Regions from separate parts of the Mus musculus genome. Here regions 2 and 3 are each linked to region 1. A link is a contact called in public promoter capture Hi-C data. All regions are on one chromosome and are shown on one strand. Each heading gives the region's core, a stretch centred on a gene start, on an enhancer-like site or on the middle of the called end of the contact. The rest is flanking DNA. Distances are from core to core; before and after follow the strand shown.

What was found. Promoter capture Hi-C pulls out the DNA fragments that hold promoters and counts their contacts.
Region 2: a promoter capture Hi-C map of the HPC-7 cell line shows a contact between it and region 1. The contact joins the promoter of Carhsp1 here to the enhancer-like site in region 1. A contact is called at or near these places in 21 of 39 promoter capture datasets (the 3T3-L1 cell line, 3T3-L1-derived adipocytes, the C10 cell line and 14 more), 1 of 15 datasets of contacts at CTCF or cohesin (large pre-B cells), 1 of 484 Hi-C or Micro-C datasets (bone marrow-derived macrophages), 17 of 115 datasets of contacts at active chromatin or transcription factors (the SCID.adh cell line, T-cell acute lymphoblastic leukemia, embryonic basal ganglia and 12 more) and 3 of 9 other capture datasets (adipose tissue, liver and pancreatic islet).
Region 3: a promoter capture Hi-C map of the HPC-7 cell line shows a contact between it and region 1. The contact joins the promoter of Tmem186 here to the enhancer-like site in region 1. A contact is called at or near these places in 13 of 39 promoter capture datasets (the C10 cell line, the HPC-7 cell line, cranial neural crest and 9 more), 3 of 115 datasets of contacts at active chromatin or transcription factors (embryonic stem cells, epiblast stem cells and stem cell-derived neural progenitor cells) and 3 of 9 other capture datasets (adipose tissue, liver and pancreatic islet).

Annotation. Positions count from the first base shown.
Region 1 is chr16:8,453,011-8,457,805 of GRCm38.p6, reverse strand. It overlaps Gm30012 (a long non-coding RNA gene), which reads left to right. Exons shown (of 5, transcript XR_384641.4): 5 at 1-119. Among named protein-coding and RNA genes, the nearest start is that of Mettl22, 15 kb to the left of the region's middle. Within about 2 kb of position 2,440, at least 41 of the 459 cell types and tissues checked have an H3K27ac peak or open chromatin away from gene starts, as enhancers often do. A contact at or near this core is called in the HPC-7 cell line, memory CD8 T cells and regulatory T cells, where this site is marked.
Region 2 is chr16:8,669,825-8,674,619 of GRCm38.p6, reverse strand. Carhsp1 (calcium regulated heat stable protein 1) reads left to right here and starts at 2,467. Exons shown (of 4, transcript NM_025821.2): 1 at 2,467-2,507.
Region 3 is chr16:8,634,811-8,639,605 of GRCm38.p6, reverse strand. It overlaps Tmem186 (transmembrane protein 186), which reads left to right and starts at 1,895. Exons shown (of 2, transcript NM_025708.5): 1 at 1,895-2,120; 2 at 3,214-4,795. The coding sequence starts at 2,118. The coding sequence ends at 3,861. Pmm2 (phosphomannomutase 2) reads right to left here and starts at 1,899. Exons shown (of 9, transcript NM_016881.3): 1 at 1,778-1,899. The coding sequence starts at 1,831.

The sequences.
Region 1 (4,795 bases), core at 1,191-3,690:
AATAAGATCCTATCTTTTGAAATATACAACCCAATAATAGTAAAATGTTACAGATAGCACACAAGTATGGTAGTTGCAAAATAAACACCCCTGTAACTGACAATCCATCCAAGAGCCCTCTGCTTATTCCTATGTCCTTTCTAGAAACCCACCCCGGGTCCTCAGTTGCTGGCAGGTTTTTATACTATCGCTATGCATGACCGGGCAGTGGTGGCACACGCCTTTAATCCTGGCACTTGGGAGGCAGAGGTAGGTGGATTTCTGAGTTCAAGGCCAGCGTAGTCTACAGAGTGAGTTCCAGGACAGCCAGGGCTACACAGAGAAACCCTGTCTCAAAAAACCAAACCAAACTAAACCAAACCAAACCAAACCAAACCAAACCAAACCAAACCAAACCAAACCAACCAACCAACCAAACAAACAAAAAACAAAAAAGAAAAACCAAACAAAACCCAATCTCTATTTATGTCTATGCATGTGCCTCACAGCATAGTGCAGCCTTGCTTGTTTTAAAGTTTAACAAGAATCACTCCACGCACATTTTTGGATGGTTGGAGTTTTTGGTTCATCTTTATGAAATCATTCTATGCTGTGCTCACTGAATGGCATTCCTTTTCACTGCAGCACAATGTTTCTGAGGGTGGCCATAATGCAGTTACTTACTTGAAGCAAATGGGATGGGTAATGGGCAGACTCATCTGAGTTCTTATCCCCACTTCCCACTGTCTCAGGCTGTGTTGACCTCTTGAAGAGCTCAAAGTACTACACATAATGTGTTCAAATCACTATAACTCCCTACCTGTGAGCGATGGAGTGACACAGACCCAGCCACATTCTAAACACTGCCCAGCTCATTCCTTGAAGGGAGTGCAAAGTTGTCCCATTTGAAACTTTTGAGAGAGTAGTGGGTCCAAGGCTGGTTAACATTGTCAGATTAGGCAAAGAGACTTTATGTTCTTTGTAGTTTGTGCTGGTGCTTGCAAAGTACCCAGAACATTGCTGGGAGTGGGACATATAGAAAATCCCACAGAATGGACTAGTTAGAATATAACTTACACAAGCTAACAGTCATCCTCCTGCCTCTGGACCTTGTCCTGCCTGTAACCCTCTCCATTTAGGGCTCTTATACTTGCAAGGCCTGTTTCAGGGAGGGCCAGACTCCCTTACTTATGTCACAGGACAAAAATATTCATTGATTTTTTTTTTGTTTCCATGTGTGCTGTGTATATGTGAATATGCATGCTTCACATGTGTGTGGGCACATGTATGTGAGTATGTAGAGGCCTGAGGTTGATGCTGATAATTCTCAGTCATCCTTCTACTTTGTGCCCTGGGCAACGTCTCCCAGTCAGCCCCAGAGAATTTGGGCACATTGGTCTCCTTACCCAGCTTGCTCAGGGATCCTGTCTTCTTTAGACTTAGAGGCAGGTCTTCATGCCCACCAGCACTGATGTGGATCCTGGGGCTCCAAACTCTGGTCCTAATGCTTCCAATTAGGACACCGTAGCTGACGAGTCATCACCTCAGGAAAAGCCTTTTCAGCTTGGCCCACCAGCTTCCCAAGCCACGATGCCATCACCTGAGCCACATGCCCACCTTTAACTGGTCCCTTGAGATTCTATGTGCAGTGTGAGCCTGATATCCAGTTACCTGGCAGCACAGTGGACCACAAGCATCCGTGGCCCCTGGATGATGGTGGCAAGGGATCTCCTTGGACATGCTTTCTCATCTCCTTCTCTTTTTTATTCTTTATTGTTTGAGAATTTCATATGTGCATGGAATGCGCTTTGATCAAGTCTGTCTCCCATTCTCTCCCATCTGATTCCTCTCCTGCTCCTCCACACTTCCCTCTCAACTTCACATGCTTGCGTGCTCTGTCTCTCCCCTCCCTTCCCCAAGCCTCCCAAGCTGCTGAATTCACCTAGTGCTGGCTGTGTATACATGGGTTTAGGCCATCTACTGGAGCAGGGAGTCTCTCAGGGGACAGATCCTTGAGAAAACTGCAGCTCCATCAGCTAGTTACTCAACAACCCTTGATTCTATAGCGGCATCGTGTAAGGAACATCCAGGGACAGGTTGAGGTGTGTGTGTGTGTGTGTGTGTGTGTGTGTGTGTGTGTGTAAAATGCTGACTGACTTGGTAGATGGGAAGCAGAGTTCAGGACAGAGAAAGGAATAAAATATGGCCAGGAAAGACCCTGAAGAAAGGGATAAAATATGGTCAGGATCATCCCGAGTAGTAGAAGAAAGGCAAGGTGTGAGCCTTGGGCAGATCTGGGAGTGAGCCTTACTCTTGCTGAGTGCCAGCTTCCCTATGTAGGAGAGATGGACAGGCTAATACCAGGCCTTCACCCTGCACTTCTCCCCCACACCTCCCCTATCTATACTAGTCAGAGAGTGGGCGGGGATGCTTTTGCCCAGGCTCATCCTGTTTTGTGGTCTTTTGTAATTTCCTCTTCTCTCTCTACCTCTCATTTTCTCTTTGCCAGCCAGTGATAGGCTAGGAACTTCAGGTCACAAAGAAGCTTTGATTATCTGGCTCCCTGGCAGCTCCTTTCATCTTGGGAACATTTTGCAAGCCAAATCTAATTGAGGCGGGGTGGCAGGCTTGCAGGGAGGGTCGCATCTTCTCCGGTTAGCTACCAGTGCTCTGCTTAGGGAATGGCTCTCACATCCGCTGGACACACAGGCTCAGCCCCCGCTGTGTTCTAAGGGGTGTCAGCTCTACTTTCCCCAGCTTCCCCGAGGGAAGCTTTTTGAAGATCAGGAAGCAGAGGCTCACTTGCTTGTTGGTGGGGAAGGGGGGGGGGTTGGGCAACTCCAATCCCCAGATGCCTGTCTCATGCCCTCTCATTCCCACTGTCCCCAGCCAGGCCACTTCTGGCTCATGGTGCAAATTCAGTTACTACAGTCTCCGGGAGGCCAAGTTCCCAGCTTGCTTTCCAAATGGCTTTGGATATTAATGCTCTGTGGGAGGATTTTAGCCATGGGTGAAAAGGTGGCTTGTGCAAAAACAACATTTTTGATTTCTTCTTTCTCAGTTGGGAAAATGTGTTCCAGGCAGCAATGCTGAGCTCCGCGGGGAAAGCACTGGAGGAGCTTAGAGGGTACTGGAGGCTTTGCGCAGGGAACACGACCCAGGCAACCAGGCTTCATAGCACTGACTGTCCTCACAGATAAAGGGGTTACACAGAGGCTGGAATGATGGGGTAATATGAGTTTGCGGAGTCAGAGACCTGTGGGGAGCAGGCCTGGAGCAAGAGTGAGGTTGAGACCTGTTCGAACCTTGGAAATCTGGCTGGAGATCTGCAGGAGTAGGATTGCTCACCTCCTGCCCTGCCCCGCGTGTCCTAGCGCACTTAGCCCTGTGCCTCCACCTTTGCCCCACCGTTGGTGGTCACCTAGCCAGTTGGTAGTCAGGATAAACCTCCTTTCCCCTTATAAAGTCATGTCCAGCAGTACCTGGAATTCCTCCTCATGCAAGTGAGGCAATCCTAGCACCCTGGCCTCAGCCAATGATGTACACCCCCCCCCCCAAAGGTTTATATACCCTATCGACTCTGTTCTAATCTGCTCTCACTCATCGGTGTCTGAAATCTCCAACTCAGGGCTGGTTCCAACCACCCAGAATCCACTGGCTGTGATTGCTAGTGATCACACCACTTCAGCAGAGCCTGAACTGTAAGGTTACAGGGGACCTCAGGCACCTGGAATGGGGAGACAGCATGGTGGAAACACAATGTCTTGGGTTTGGGAGTTGGGGACTCTTCCCTAAAAATACAAGCTATGCATTTTGGGGTAGAGCCAGTTATTAGTGTCTCAGAGACTCAGTTTCCTATCCATACAGGAGACAAACAGCACCCGACTGTCTGGGACTCTTTAGGAACAAAGTGAAGCAGCAGATTAGTGCCTGGGTGTGCGCTGTCTTAGAACCTGGACCCTTTGGGTCCCAAATGTAACGGGGTGGTCAAGCCCAAGTCCCATCTTTGCTGCTCTAGGAGCAGGGTGGGAAGGCAAGCCCAGCTCTCTGCTGATGGGGTCTGAGGTTATGGTTCATCCTATTCCTCTATTGGGTGTCACCCTAACTTAAATCATTTGCACAGGTCATATGTTAACTTGGAGCCCTTTCCCTATTAGGCAACTTTAAGATCAGGAGTTTTCTTTGTCTGGCTTGTTGTGAGCCATTTTGCTGCTTCTGAAGTAGAGAAAAGAGGAGTGTAGGGAGTCTGCATGGCAGGCAGAGTCAAGGCAGGTCAGGGCTTGTTGGCCATTTCCCAGTCTGCTGAGGGAGGCATGGAAGGATAAGAGGAGGTACACCTGAGGTTCAAGGCTAGGGGCTGGAGAGTCTATTGACCTTGGTGGAAGGAACAGGGAGATTTTCTGGGATGGGAACAAATATCTTGTATACATTTTAGCAACACTGTTTCTGTTAGCTTGCGGCTTTGCTCTCCAGGGTACCGAAGTATAAGAAGGCAATGAAAAACACTTGGGGCTGGCATAGTACTGCCCTGCAGCCCTGCAGTACCTGTCTCTTGCATACTTTTTCTGTCTTTCCTATAATCACCATCACTCCCCCCCACCCCCCGAGGATTGTTTGACTTTGTGCCGGCTGGGCAGGCACACTAGCTGGCTGGTATCATCAAGACATTTTATCTAAATCCAGCTATGTGTTTCTCTCTCAAACCTGCTATCTATCCCAAAGCCCTGTCCCCACCCAGCCCATACCTAACATTTTGGTGCAGAAACCTAGGATGGAAACAGGGACCTTTAGATACCAAAGGTTATTTGCCCAGACA
Region 2 (4,795 bases), core at 1,218-3,717, 220 kb before region 1:
ATTGTCTTGATATATCTATTTCAGAATTAGACGTAAAAGCTGGTGGGGTCCAATTAGGTAGGGTCCAGCCTTGTACAGGTCCTTAGTCCCACAGATACAAGTGTGGGAGCAGAGCTGGGGGCCTCGTCTGTAGACCCCAAGCCTGTTCCTCATCCCTGGCTACCAACCTCAGGAACAGGAACCCCTCATCAGGAGGACCCCCCTCACACTGTCTTCAAATTCCCTCTAGAGGGCGGTGTTGAGCCGTGAACAGGAGAGAGAGGGACAGGAACTGAGAAATGGGTTTAGGTGTAGTTCCCCTTTCTTGGATATCCCCGAGACTGTGTCCAGTGTTCTGCAGGACCTGCCTAGTGTTTATCCGAAGTCTCTGCCCTCTCAGATGGAGACAAGCTGGATGCTTATTTCACGTCCCGACGTCTAGCACAAAGTCTGGCATAAAGTGACATAGGCCAGGGGAGAAACGGCTTAGTGCGTTACAGTGCATGCTCTACAGGCAACAGATCTGAGCGGGAGCCCTCAGTGCCCACAGGAGTAGCCAGGCATAGCTGCACATGCTTGCAACGCTGGGAACTGGGGTTGAGATGAGTGACTCCTGAGAGCTTGCTGATGAGCTAAAATGGCAAGATTCTAGATTAGTGAGAGACACTGCTGCAAAGCAGAAGGCGGAGAACAGAGGAACACAGAATGCCCAACCTAGCACTAAACATCGGGAGGATTCCAGGAGAGTCGCTGGTCTTTGGTCCAGATTGGAAGGTGGAAAACGCTAGGTTTTGATGTTCATGAAGGATGGTGGAAGCAGCAACAGCAACAAAGCAGATGCACCCATCATGAAGACAGGAAAGCAAGCTGGCGAAACCCAAAAAGGTTTTACTGCTGTCTCCAGTTAGGGCGGCCCTTCTCGTTTTAATTTCCCTAGCCAAGAAGATATACACAGAGACTTGTCTCTTTAGGTGACTGCAGATCCAGTAAAGGTGACAGCCATGGTTCATAATCATACTGGGTCACAGAAGACTGCCTCAAAAATAAATAAACCGATCATGGAGGGGTCCAAAAAGCTTGTGTGACTATATACTTCAGTCTCCTCGTGGGCACGTGCCTGGGCATCTGTCTTTTTTTTTTTTTTTCCTTCCTGAATGGTGACTGTACCATTTTCTAGTCCCCCTGCCAGAGAGCCGAGGGAGCCCTTCTCTTTGCCTGAGGAGTTGGCTTTCTTGATTTTGATGGTTCAGCATGCCCTGGGGGTAGGTCTAGAGGGTCTCAGTAGGGATGAGCTATCTCTTGGAAGACTGGGGGCTGCTGCCTACCACACCTACAGGGAACCTCTTTCCCACACCTAGGAAATATGAATTTGACCCTGGGGGGGGGGTCACGCTGAGGGCTTGCTCTCTTTGTTGGCCATGGAGATAGATCACAGCATGTCTCTGTGCCTCAGTTTCCTTTTCTGAAAATTGGAAGAAACACCATTTACTTCCACAGATAAAGTATCTTAAGGGTTTCTATTGCTGCCATGAAAACACCATTGATCAAAAAGCAAACTGGGGAGAAAGAGGTTTATTTGGCTTACACTTCCATGTTTCTGTTAATTATTGAAGGAAGTTAAGACAGGAACTGGGCAGGAGCTGATACAGAGGCCATGGAGGACAGCTGCTTACTGGCTTGCTCCTCATGACTTACACAGCCTGCTTTCTTATAGAACCCAGGACCACTAGCCCAGGGATGGCTCCACCAACAACCAGCTGGGCTCTTTCTTCATTGATCACTAATTGAGAAAATGTCCTATAGTTGGATCTCATGGAGGCATTTCCTCAACTGAGGCTCCTTTTTCTCGGATGACTCTAACTTGTGTCAAGTTGACACACAAAACCAGCCAGTACATAAAGCTTCAGGGATTCAGTAGAAATAAAAATTGAAAAAACATGGGGTTGGTGCCCACACCCATCTCAAATCCATTAGGGAGTCTGAGGCTATCCTGTCTCAAAATCAGCCCACGAAGAATAAATCAATTAGACAATAGAAAACGAACAAAACAACTCCTCCCTCCTCTCATTTTTATATTTCCCTTTCTGTCTCTCGCCTTCCTTCTATCTCTTAATTCTTGAAAAAAAAAAAAAAAAAGGCGCCCGCTTATCTCGAGTCAAGGGCAGGTTGGGGCCGGACTTGTGCTGGGGAGTGGCAGGCACAGCACGCCGAGACCCGATTGTGCCACTTTCCCGGGCACCGGGCCGGCACTGGGCGCCCGCAGACCCGCGAGTGGCGGGGAGAACACCTCCAGCCGCTGCCGAGTCCCCGGCTCCCGCCCGCGGGGCATCAACACAAAGGTCCTGCGGCAGCAGCTGTGCCGCGCTCCTCCTCCCCGACCAGTCCAAGGTCCGGGCCGCGCGTCCATTGGCCCGGAGCTCCAAGGGGCGTGGTCTCACACTCCGCCCTGCCCCGCGGCCACGCCCCAAGTCCCCGATCTTTTCTTGCAGTCGAAGAGCAGCAGCTGGAGGAGTAGGACGTGTCGCCAGGTAAGTGGCTGGTCCTGGGACCCTAGGGATGGGCGTGATGGTGCGCGGGATCTCTGGAGCCGCGGGGACGGGGCCGAGGCCTGCTCTGCACTTTGCTTCCCCTCTGTGGGGCCTTCTCGTTCTCCAGCTCCGTGATGGGTGCCCCCCCACCCCCACCTCCGGGACGTGCTCCAGTCGCCCGGGCTAGTTTGGGGAGCGCGGGTTACTCACCGTCCCCAAGGGGAGACGGGTGGGTGTGGCCACAACACCGATACTTGTCTGACTTCGGTTAGTACTTCTCTCTGGGCCACCTGTTTTTTGAGCGTAGGAGGCGCGCCCTCTGCGTTTTCTGGCGGGCTGGAGGTGCTGGAGACTCGCGGCTAGAGGAAGGCGGAGCTGTCCTCGACGGCCGGGCCTCGCCAGCTGCATGCTGGGCGGCGGGACAGTAGCCAGGCCCGGAGAGGGGGAACCGCCCTGACCCCTCGCGGTTGGCTGCCTGTAGGGAGGAGGAGCGGCAGGGCGCGCTCGCTTGGTGTTTGCGCCAGGATGGGGGCCTTAGGGCACAGAGGAAAACTTCACCGGGACTGGCGGTCCTGTTTACAGGCCGGAAATGCAAGGTTGGGTTTTGCTTTTTGTTTAAAAAAACCAGGCTCTGAGCTCACAGTTTTCTGAGGTTGCAGTTTAGGTCTGTGCAGGGTCAGCTGTAGATTCCCACTTCTCCTTCAGGGCCTGGATTCTGAGAGATGGAGGTGCCCCTTTGCAAAATAGGAGACCCCCCCACCCTTCCCCGCCGATTGGAATAGAGGGAGCTGGCTAGCCTAAGTGTCTGGAGAAATAGGGGCTTTTTAAAAACCTTCCCCTCTTGACCATACTGTTACTTCTTGGTGCTTTTAGTATGTTCTCTCTCCAAGCTGAAGCCAGAGGGAGAGAATGAAAAATAATTGGTCATTAAACCAGTAGTGGTGGGTTATGCCTGCAGTCCCAGCACTGGGGAGGTAAAAAGGATTCAGGATTCAGGTTCAATCGTGGCTCCATAATTAGTTCAAGGCCAGCTGCGGTAAATAACTTCCTTCTCCTTCACAGCACTGGGGAGACTAAGACAGAGGAACTGTCCACAGCAAGATCCTTCAAACCACTTAAAAACTCGAATTACAATCTGTGTCCCATGTTCCTGTTCTTTGTCCTATTAGGCTCGAACTTTCCCACAGGGCCTTCTCTAGCGGCTTTGTGACTCTGACTGTTCATTGTGTCCCTAAGTGATCCTTAAGCCTCAGCTCAGCCATTCCCTGGTCTGGGACAGGGGTCTCCTCAGAGTTTGGCCTCCCTCCCCCCTATCATCGCCTCTTGGGTGACGACAGCCTGGTTGCCACTCTGTGCCCTTGCATCACCTCACCCTCCAGGGTGACCATGAGCTGAATTGGGGTCAGAGTAAGCTGACTTCAGCCCAGCCTAGGGTTGGGGGAGCTGGCTTTCTTAGTCCTGCGAATGCAAGGGGAAGACTTTGTGCCTCATATCTGGCAGCTGTGGGAGGGGAGGGTTCTCCTAGTGTGACTGTGCACACCTTAGGGCCACTATTGTTAAGCCCACCTTCTGCTCTGCAGTGTGGCTGGGACTGCCTCTATAGCTTTGAGCTACTGGGATTTGCAAGGTCCTTGTCAAACTGAGGCAGGGAATTAGTGGGTCTAGGAGAAGATGGAAACAATCAGGCTGGAAGGTGAGCAGAACTGGGGGTGGGGTGAGGCAATTCAGGGCTAGGAGGCCAAGAGGTCTCCTTGGCCTGCCCCGTGGGATGACGTTATTGGAAGGGACTGCTTTGGGTTTCTGGACTCTAATCTGGAGCTTCTAGCTTCCTGGCAGTTGAGGGGAGGGAGGCAGGGGAGGGGGCGTCCCAGCTGGGCTGTTGGAGGGACGGGTTGTCTCCTAATCCTGTACTGTTTGCTCTTCTGTGTTCAGAGGCCCCGCCCCTGATATCCCCCCCCCCCTACTCTCACTGAATTCTCTCTTCTCAGAACAATGGAGCAGCATGTGGCTGGCTAGCCTGGCTGCTGTGAGCCTCAACAGCACGCGCACGCACGAAAACACACACACACACACACACACACACACACACACACACACCCCTGCTCTTCTCATCCTGTGCCTTCCAGGATCCCTGTGTCCGTTTAGCTGATCAGTCTTAATCTTCCCTTGGCTCTGGGTTCTTTTCTGCTAGTCTGGCTGAGTTGGGGGTGAAGATGAACCTTGACGTCTCAGTTTGTATATGTGTTCCCCTACCCTCCCCAACGCCTGCATCTTGGGAGCTGGGCAGT
Region 3 (4,795 bases), core at 646-3,145, 180 kb before region 1:
GTCCTTGAAGCACAGCTGCCGTAAGAAACGGAGGTGCCACGTCTTAATAGTTTTACTTCAGTTTCCTTATGGTAGAATGGTAGCAGCTGGACAGTAAATGCCTTTATTCTCAGCACTCAGAAGGCAGAGGCAGAGGCAGGGGGATCTCCATGAGTTCGAGGCCAGCATGGTCTACAGAGATAATTCAAGGACAGGCAAAGCTACACCAAGAATCCCTGCCTTGAAAAAACAAAAAACCAGCAGGGCAGTGGTGGCACACGCCTTTAATCCCAGCACTCGGGAGGCAGAGACAGGCGGATTTCTGAGTTCGAGGCCAGCCTGGTCTACAGAGTGAGTTCCAGGACAGCCAGGACTATACAGAGAAACCCTGTCTCGAAAAAAACAAAACACAAAGATCTATTCCACAGCCTGGTAAAGTACTTGGTCAAAAGCTATGACTCAGGAGCTCACAGGCACTATGGGGAAACCTACTAGTGTTCTTTTTGTTAAATGGAAATCTTGTCAAATTGCCTTCTAAATATTTATGTTTATATCCATAGATTAATGCCACTCTCAAGCCTGGTAAGAAAAGTTTCTCTTTGTAGTGGCAGTGGTCAATGCAGACGCATACCTGGACAAAGTGCTAAGAATAAGTGCCCTTTATCAACCCTGTCCAGGCTCAGGGGACAGAAAGAATGTAAGAGCCAGAGGACGGGGAGGAGCGTGGCGAATGAAATGCTGTCTTCTGGACATTATATGGCTGTTGCCTGCATGAATTCAGCAACTGTGGTTCCCTGCACAAGATCAAGTCAGTTAACATTCCAGCATGGGTGATATGTTGCCCATCACTTGGGGTGTGTTAGTGTGTAGCACTAACTGGACTTAGTGAGGTATTAAAATAAGAATTTTAAAAAGGACATGAAAATGGAAGAGGGATGTGTGAGTAGGTGTTCCCCAGAGGGAGCACAGGAAGGTTGGGGGTGAATATGATCAGATACACTGTACACATGTAATTGCAAAGGAATAAAAAAATTAAAAAGATAAGACTCACATATCTAAGGTTACACACACTTAACATGGGCTTCTGGAACAGTCCACGAAATCTAAAAGGAGTGGGGCAGAGACACCCAAGCTATTTAAGCCCAGTGTCAAGTTTGAGTGATTTCTGCTCAACCACGAATTTGTGTATAGGAGGCAGAAAGAATGTCATCACCACAACGAAACCACACAAACTTATCTTTGGCCCTAACAGCAAAATCTGTTAGCGGAACAAAGTCCCATTGGATCCTTGATCCTTTCAGCAAACAGCCTATTACTACCTGGGTCCCCATTGCTGCAGGGGCTCACTTTTGAGGCCTGATCTGGCGAGGAACTGTCATGAATTTCAGTGATCCTCACCAAAACATCCCAAGCAACAGGCAATGCCCCAGTTAAAGTGGCTTCAAGGGCTCCGAGAAAGATTTGCTGAAGGTCAGACGACTGAGAACCTGCCTTTGGTATATTAGAAGAGACAGCCAAAGGTGACAGGGCTGGGGAGGCGAAACAGCAGGTCAGAGGGCCGAGGCTGGAGTTCAAGCCAGGTCACCAGCCCCGAGGGCCCGAGAAGAAACTCAGGCCCGAACTTTCAGACTCTGAACACGTTTCCTACTCGGAAGGTTTTTTGGGGGCCCCCTCCCTGCGCACCCCACTCAGGACCCCGCTCAGGACTCGCGTCTCCTGGTTCCCGGACAGTCGTTACCGCGGTCTAGGGCAGCAAGGGCTCTGCTCCACCACCGCGAGCCTCCCGGGCGCCGCCTACCTGCCGCGGGGCAGTCAGGGTCCCATCCATGTCGAAGAGACAGAGAGTGGCCATTTCTCCAGTCAGAAACCTCGACCGCACCAGGAACTCTACCCGGAACTCTACCCGGAACTTCCGGGTCCGCTCCGAGCCCTGGAGTTCCAAGGCACCATGGGAAGATTCCCTAATGGTTCACAGAACACCGGTGGCGGTTACAAAATTTGAACTACAGTTCCCAAGCCATAGTAATTTTTTTTTTTTTTTTTGAATTAGCGCATGCGGGTTTTTAACCGCCCGCGCATGCGCCCTTCAACTTTCCGGTGACAAGTACAGCGTGCGTCCTGTAGCAGGCGGCGGGCTCATGGTAGGAATGTCAGGAGGGAACGCGCTCCCCGTCCCCGGTCGGGTCTAGGACTGGCAGGCAGGACGCCTGGGCTGACCATTCGGGAAACCGGCCAGTGGAAGGCCAGAGTCTATTAGCTTGGGCTGTTTTCCTGCTTTGTCCCGGGCCCTTGGGTCACGTGGACGGTCTGCGTCGCTGCCACTTCGTACGTACACACCCGGTTCAGAGCTTAAGAGCCGTGTCTCCCTCAGCGTATTCTGAGGTTTTCTTTGGAAGGGTGAAGAAGGATGCACAGCTAGTGTCCTCTTGACTCCAAAGCCCAGAATCTGCTCACTCCAGAGAACCACAGGCAGTGTGTTGAGGGCCTCCGTGCCTCACGTCTCTGCTTCCTTCCCAGACAGGTTAATGATACAAAGAGGTTCTCTGGCCGCGCAAGGCACTCGGAGAACTGCAGAGGTCCTGTGATAAGTACCCCACGGCTTTGTTGTGTGGGGTTCTGACACCGATTGATTTACCCCTTAAGGAAGGGCGGTCCTTCAAGTCCGCTGTTGCCCGGTCTCTAGTGAATAGCTGAAACGACAGGTTTTCTATGTTCATTTAGACCTGCCTAGGAGGAAGGGCCCGTCCGAGCTCCAGACTGCCCGTGTTTCCCTGTACTTGGGGCTGTGAGGTGGGGTGGGGGAGGGCTTAGGTTCTTAAAAATGTTTTTGTTGTTTTGTTTTAATCTTGTGTGTTTAGTTTGTGTGCATATGCTTGTGCTTTGGCATACGGGGCTCCAGGACGTACTGCGTGAGTAATTTCTCTTCCTTCACCGTGTTGGCCTGAGGGATCAAATTCAAGTTACCCGGTTTGGTACCAAGCACCTGTACTAGATGGGCTATCTCACTAACTGCGACTAGGGTTTTGTTTGTTTAGTTGTAAAAATGGGAGAAGGTACCTATTTAGAATAGAATTCCACCAAAAAAAAAAAAAAATTAAGTGTCTGGCTTTATCACTTTCCTCTGGAAGTCATGGTGACTTTCCAGGAGCGGTTGAAGCCCTTCTGGGAGATGCTTTGTCTTGTTCATTGTGTGATTAGCATGGGTGACTTCTGAAATGAACCTCTCTCTTCCAGGCTTTCCTCCTTCGAGTCGTGCCAAGGTTGCAGGGGCCCACTGCATGGAGGAGGCCTCTACAGGGACTATGGTGCTGCTCTGGGCAGGGGGATTCCAAAAGGTGGGTGGGGAGCAGGTCTCCCCACTCACGGGAGAAGTCACCAGGCACCGAGACCGAAACATTCCATACAATCTACCGGTTCCGAGCCATCCGAGCAATTGGGTTCCTCTCGCGGCTGAAGTTGGCCCAGACAGCTGTGACTGTGGTGGCCCTGCCCCCGGGCTTCTATTGCTACTCACAAGGCCTCATGACCCTCAGTTCACTGTGCCTTCTGGGTGGGGTCGCCAGCTTTGCCCTGGCCATGCTCTGTTGGATGAGCCACTTCTTCCGGAGACTGGTGGGCATCCTGTATGTGAACGAGTCGGGCACCCTGCTCCGAGTGGCCCACCTGACCTTCTGGGGCTGGCGGCAGGACACGTACTGTGCCGTGTCAGACATGATACCCCTGTCAGAATCCCAGGAACGGGTTCAGGATGTGTTTGTACGCATCCAGCAGTACAGTGGCAAGCAGACCTTCTACCTCACCTTACGCTATGGCCGAATCCTGGACAGGGAACGGTTCGCACAAGTGTTCGGAACTCTGGCCACACTGAAGAACAGCAAGTAGGCCTCTCATAGCCCTCGTTACACTTGGATTTTAGACAGAAGGCCTAGGACATGGATGAGACAAAGCTAATACCAGGGACTGGGCTGGTGCTCACTTTGTAGAATGCTTGTTTAGTGTGCAGGATGTGAAGCCCTGGGTTCAGACCCTAGCACTGCATAGAACAAGGCATGGCTATGCCTGCCTGTACTCAGAACTGGTGACACAGGCAGGTGGAGAAAAAGTTCAAGGTTGTTTTGGCCCAAAAAGGAAGCTTTAGGAAAAAGCCCTTAGTGGAACATAGGACATCCCATCATATAGTGGCGAGAAGTTTCTGTGAAGAGGCAGTTGTTGGAGGAGTGCTATGCCAAGGTCACTAAGGCAGACCGCTGCTGTAAAGCTGGGAGGCAGGAGGGTTGGCAGAGGAGCACAGGATGTGGGGTCTGGGGACTTGGGTTCTGCTGAGCCTTAGCTCCTTGACAAGTTTCTGAACCTTGAATTGCATTGTGAGATGGAAAACCCTTCTCATGGGAACGGGTATGGCTAGGACTTTGTGACAGAGCTCTTGCCTAGCATGTATAAGGTCCTAAGTTCCATCCCCAGCACCACAGAACAGGCAAAACCAGTGAATACTGAGTGCTGTATAAGGTACACAGCCCAGAGCTTACAACATAGAGCAAGGCTTCTAGGGTGCCAATGGGGCCCAGCACTTACTCATGCTCACCAGCTGGACGGCCATGGCTAAAGCCCAGAGTGAACTTATTTTTTCCCATCAGCAAGTCACTGTACACCAACAGAGGTAGGGACAGCACCCCTGAGACTACATTGATCCCTAGGAGGTCCGGGGGTGCTCACACTTGAGAGCTTTGTAGTGTCATCGCAGCAGAGGGACTGTGTCCAAGCAAAAATTCATCATCTAAAGGACAGTGCATATGCTTTTCATAATAACAGCAAACAC